Regions from separate parts of the Mus musculus genome. Here region 2 is linked to region 1. The links are chromatin contacts, called in public HiChIP or PLAC-seq maps. All regions are on one chromosome and are shown on one strand. Each heading gives the region's core, a stretch centred on a gene start, on an enhancer-like site or on the middle of the called end of the contact. The rest is flanking DNA. Distances are from core to core; before and after follow the strand shown. Region 1 has its middle 44 kb from the start of Kl. Region 2 overlaps Stard13 (StAR-related lipid transfer (START) domain containing 13).

What was found. HiChIP or PLAC-seq counts read pairs in DNA pulled down with a chosen protein or histone mark.
Region 2: an H3K27ac HiChIP or PLAC-seq map of trophoblast stem cells shows a contact between it and region 1, with 18 read pairs. The contact joins two enhancer-like sites. A contact is called at or near these places in 15 of 484 Hi-C or Micro-C datasets (2-cell embryo, 8-cell embryo, cranial neural crest and 4 more), 2 of 115 datasets of contacts at active chromatin or transcription factors (embryonic stem cells and trophoblast stem cells) and 1 of 9 other capture datasets (embryonic stem cells).

Annotation. Positions count from the first base shown.
Region 1 is chr5:150,995,286-150,997,985 of GRCm38.p6, reverse strand. No RefSeq gene overlaps it. Among named protein-coding and RNA genes, the nearest start is that of Kl, 44 kb to the right of the region's middle. Within about 2 kb of position 1,250, at least 62 of the 459 cell types and tissues checked have an H3K27ac peak or open chromatin away from gene starts, as enhancers often do. A contact at or near this core is called in trophoblast stem cells, where this site is marked.
Region 2 is chr5:151,068,328-151,071,027 of GRCm38.p6, reverse strand. All of the region lies in intron 4 of Stard13 (StAR-related lipid transfer (START) domain containing 13), which reads left to right. Among named protein-coding and RNA genes, the nearest start is that of Kl, 120 kb to the right of the region's middle. Within about 2 kb of position 1,312, at least 66 of the 459 cell types and tissues checked have an H3K27ac peak or open chromatin away from gene starts, as enhancers often do. A contact at or near this core is called in trophoblast stem cells, where this site is marked.

The DNA.
Region 1 (2,700 bases), core at 1-2,500:
TCAAACTACCATGCCTACGTAATTCCTATGAGTTTTAAAGTCGGTGCTGGGTAGGATGGCTCACACCTGTAATCCCAGCACTTGTGAGGTTGACCCAGACGATTGCCAGGAGTTTCAGAGCAGCCTGGGCTATTCAGCAAGTACCAAGTCAAGTTGGGCTACAGAGTGAGACTCTTTCTCAAAAATATTAAGATTTGGAGAAGCCAGGATGAAATTACCCTGCTCTTGTTTTAGCTTCGGTGGTAATCCTACCCCCAGAGAAGCTGCTCTATTGGTTTTTGTTGTTGTTGTCATTGTTTGTTTGTTTGTTTTTTAAAGCTCCCAGGTGACTGGAATGTATTACCAATACTGGATCCCACTGGTCTTAATCACTCTATCCCCTTATAGATAAGGACAACCCCTGGTTGAAAAGATATCTTGCTTCCGGTTGTAAAGCAAATTTGCTAGTAGCCTAGCAGTTCCAAGATCCCTATCTGATTTGGGGCTGCCTCTACTACATAAGAGCTTGGTCCTTCTGAACTCCAGGCCCTCTCTTTCCATGCATAGGAGTTGGCAGATTTCTTTTTTTCCAAGAATGTTTTGCCAGGGCTGGGTTTGTGGCTCCATCGAAAGTGTGCTTGCTTAAAATGCAAGAACCTTCAGTCCCCAGCACCACACTAACCAGGTGTGATGGTTTGTAGCTGTGATCCCAGCCAGCTCTTGGGAAGTAAAGAGAGGAAGATCAGAGTTTCAAGGCCATCCTCTGCTATGTAATGTGGTTCAAGACCAACCTCGAATGTGAGAACCTGTCTTAGACCAAAAACAACAAAAGCTTTGTGATTAGGAATTTAGCTCAATAAATAGTGGAGCATCTGCTTAACGAGTGACAAGTGCAAGACCCCAGGTTCAGTCTCCAGAACTGGGGGGGGGGGGGGGGGGGGGGGAATCAGACACACACACAGGCACAGACACCCACACACAGAAACAGACACACATACAGGCACACACACAGACACACAGAGACACACACACAGGCACTCACACAGGCACAGACACACAGAGACACACACAGACACCCACACACAGAGACACACACAGACACACACATATACACACACACAGATACACATACACAGACACACACATACAGACACACACAGGCTCTGTGAGTGCTGCTCCACCCAGGATCCCACAGAGCAGACCCCTCACCCACTCTCCTGCTCTGTCCCTGTCCTTCCTTCTTCCCTGGATGAGTCATGGTGATGTCACATGTCTTCGGGCACTAGATTCCTGCACCTCCAGGATGACTAACCTGCACTGCCAGCTATGTGGGTTGGTAAGGAATGACAGGCAGGGATAAATTAAAGCCATTTTATTACGGCACCAACAACAATAAAAGCTGACCCACTCATCATGTTGCTCGTGCGTTCATCTTAACTGTCAATCTTTCTCTAATTTTAAGTCCATTCTTCTCCTTCCCAGCTTAGCACTTCTGCCCCCCCCCCCCCGCACCCCCTCTCACACCCCTCCACCCACACCCACCCCTGCTCCTATCTGTTGAAACATTCCATTTGAAACCTTGGGGCTGTTTATCAGAGACTCAGGATAGCCTGTGATTTAAAGGCAGAAACGAGTCCGTGTCTTAAATGTAGCACTAAGGCCATGAACACTGCACAATTTGCCATCTAATAGCTTAGATGTTGCTAGCCAAAGCTTTTGATTCACTTTAACCAAAAATAATACAAAATGCCTTAGGCAACATTTGTGCTCTAAGCTGTAATTAGCAGAAACTGCAGCCCAAAGAGATGGAAAGTTCCAAACTCATCAATTCTAGTCATTTATTAAGGGAAATGGCTGATGTTTCTATTGCAAAAAAAAATTATACAAGATAAATAAAGTCATTTACTGTTAAATTGTTTTACCATAAAATAAGCATATTCAAAGATTATACTAAATGAAGAAACCCTACTAACTAAAGATTTTGGAAATAAGTGAAAAATTGATGTCTGCAACTATTTACCAACTAAATAACAAATACGCAAATTCTAATGTTCTGTCTGTGTCATTAGATTGTTTCAAAAGAGCAGATGGTACAAGACACAAGTAAGGATGTATCTTCTGCCAAATGGTCTTCAGGATTCTACCCATAAAAAAAATTGTATAATTAAACAAAAATAACACAACAAAATAACTTAGTATCATAAAGTAAATATAAGAATTGAGTTTTCTTTCAATTTTACTAAAGGAATCCGTCTGAACATGTCTATGAAAAGTCACAAAAATTAACTGATGTGTCAGGGTAAATAAACCATCTTGATAGTAACACTTTATTTTTACAACATTGAGCTCTAAATATTGAGTTATCAACAAATCTGAAACATGTTAAGAGTAAGTGGGATTAGTCTAGAAAAATTATGTCACACGCTTTTCATCGCTGTGATGAAATAAAGTCACGCCCCCCCACCCCACCCCCAAAAGACAACTTTAGGAGAGAAACCATCTCCTCAGCCTGAGACTTTAGTAGACCTCTGATCAGTATTGGAACTATTAAAGATAGTGGGGGGGGGGGTTTAGGAGGGGAGGGGGGAGTTGCTGGAGAGCCAGCTCAGTGGTTAAGTTCACTGAATGCTCTTGCAGAGAACCCTGATTTGATTCTCAGCACCAACATGGTGGCTCACAGCCATCTTTAACTCCAGTTCCAGAGGATCCGACGCCCTCTTC
Region 2 (2,700 bases), core at 63-2,562, 73 kb before region 1:
CTGTGCAGATCTCTCACAAAAGAGAACGTCAAAAACTAATGATACACAATGTTTCCCACAATGTGGAGTGATGGGCTTTTTGCCCTGTCACCTAACTGCTTTGCAGAACTCTCAGGCAGGATATCCGTGAACAACGTACTCAAGGCTCTCTGTGCAACCTGCAAATTAGTCACCTTGGTAGTCTGACCTGCTTGGGATATTTTTTAATGTCTGCTGCAGTAACACACACTCTTTCCCGTCCTGCTTACTGGGGACCTCGAAAATATGTGCACATGAATAGAATATTGCTTTTCACATTGCAAGTTGAAGACTCATAGTCTATTTTCAAATAAAAACATTCCAACATGTGGTGCCCCCTCACTTGTCAGTCTCTGTCCTGGGCTTTGTCTGTGGCTGATTCTAAGCAGCCACACAGCACACTCTAGGCTAAATGATAGGAGACAGAGTCAGAGACTTGAGAATCAAGTGCCCCACAGAACTACAGCCAGCTTTGGATGGAAATAGAAAGTGATCAAGAAAGAGAATTAAGAACCGAACAGCTGTGTGTCCAGTTTACATATTCTATGAAACAGAATTTTCATGTCCAATCTGCAAAAATCACAGACTTGAGTTTTTCAGTGTGGTCTCCACGTGCCTTAGTCATCCAAGGCTACAGTACTCCCTTGAAGGCAGTTGGACCTGAGAAATGGCTCTTGGGCAGGGGGGTGGGGGGGGCTTTCTGGTCAACCTGGGTGGTTAGTAAATAAATGCTGGCATGGGACCTCTCTGGGAGGCCCTGCACTCTATGTTAAAGATGAAGAAACTCTGTAGAGTCAGTTGCCCCCAAACCACAGACCAAAAGGCAGAGGTGAGATTTGAAGCCAGCCAACTCTTCGCCTTTCAAAAATTGTTGGTATTGCTCTGGACCCAAATGCTTGTCAGTTCCTTGGTCTAAGCCATACAAGCAGTGAACTGTTTTTACAACAGGAACGTTGTCATGCCGTTGCAGTACCAAGTTCCACAGTTTCTTGTTCCTGTCTTGGGAAATTTTGTTTAGCTGAGTCAAGGAAAGAAATAAAAATGAAAGTGTACAAGGAAGTGTAGGTGGTGACGCCTAGCTCCTATTTGGCTTGCTGTCTGTTCTGCTGTATATCCATGTGGCTTAGCATCTGCCCTCAGGTGGAGGGCTCTGGGCCCTCATTCTGTACCTCAGCTACAGACTCACCAAAACCCTTCTGGGAGGCATTTCTGAAGGCTGAAAGTGGGATGAGGAGGCTCTCCAGCAATTGGACTGGTTCATCAGCCTGCCAACATACCAAGTAGAGCATTCCTGCATCCCAACAGGCTGACTCACTGGCCTGGGTGCAATGTTAATGGCTGCTGCAACTTTAGCTTCTAGATGTCTGCATAACTGTGGATTTGTCTCCTGTCACAGCTGCAGATTTGTACGGCTCCCCTAACCTGTTTTGTTTTGTTTGTTTTGTTTTTAAAAACCCATTTCTCAGTTTCCGGTGATATCCATCCAGAACAAATATGTAATTTTAGTAAAGAGCATTCTCATTTAGAAAAAAGCCAACAGAGGAGACTCCTCCATGGTGAAAGCAAGGCAGAGCCAAGCTTCCTGTTCTTGGACAAATATCACTACTGACTGATCCACACTAGCATCATGGTAATGTTAAATGGCCTGAAGGGGCCGGCGTTTAGAAAGATAGCTCTTTTCAAAGGCTCCCATTAAAGTCAGCATTTTAATAAGACTCTGGATCATGACCAAAGGTGGAAAGCCACACAGATACTGTGAGTAAAACCTCAAGGCTAGGACCCTCTAAGCTGGATGCTAAGGGCATTACTGAGTTCTCAAAACTGTGACAAGGGGCCTGATTTCCATCTGCACCCCTGGGACATTGTCTTCCACGCCCCACATCTCCTGCAAAACACATATATATCCTGTCCTTCCTGGCAGCATATATATGTAGACAAAGCACCCTTACACGTAAAATAAAAATAAACCATTATTAAGGATAGAGTAACTATATTTTACATCACACAGTGTTATCTTCTTCACAGGATATCCTTCAGTCCCACCAGGAGCTCCTACATCTTAACCCATGCTCTTTACTCCTTACCCAAAATGCTAAAGAAGAAAAGTATTTTAAATTTTTTCACATTTTTGAACACTTATGCATTCAGCAAGGTATGTTGGGGACGGGCCCAAATATTACATGAAATTCATTTATCTTCACTGATTTTATTCAATATTTTCCTTAATTTTGTGCACGAAGCAAAGATTTTTGTTAAAGATTTATCTTATTACTTTTACGTTTCCTTTCTCTTTTTCCTCTGTGTATGACCGGTATATAGATGCCATGAACTCCCTGAGTGCTGGGAGTCAAACTCTTGTCATCAGAGGTGTGAACCTGAGCCTTTAATCTGAACTGTCTCTGTTGTGGTCTACAATCTTCTATTTCTGCCGTCATGTCAGTCTTCAAAACTCTACCTTTGGGAGCACTTCAGATGTGGGGTACAAGAGGGTGAGCCATGTTCACTCTATGCCTCTGACTATGAAAATGAGCTCTGGTATCACTTCGGAGTTTACATAGCCTCATCACATATAATCGAATTTAGATCTATTTGCGAACTACTTTATACGTGTGTTCTGTTACCTTCCATATTGTGACGGAGAAAACTCATTCCTACATCAGTTTTCCCAGCTTAAGATCCCGG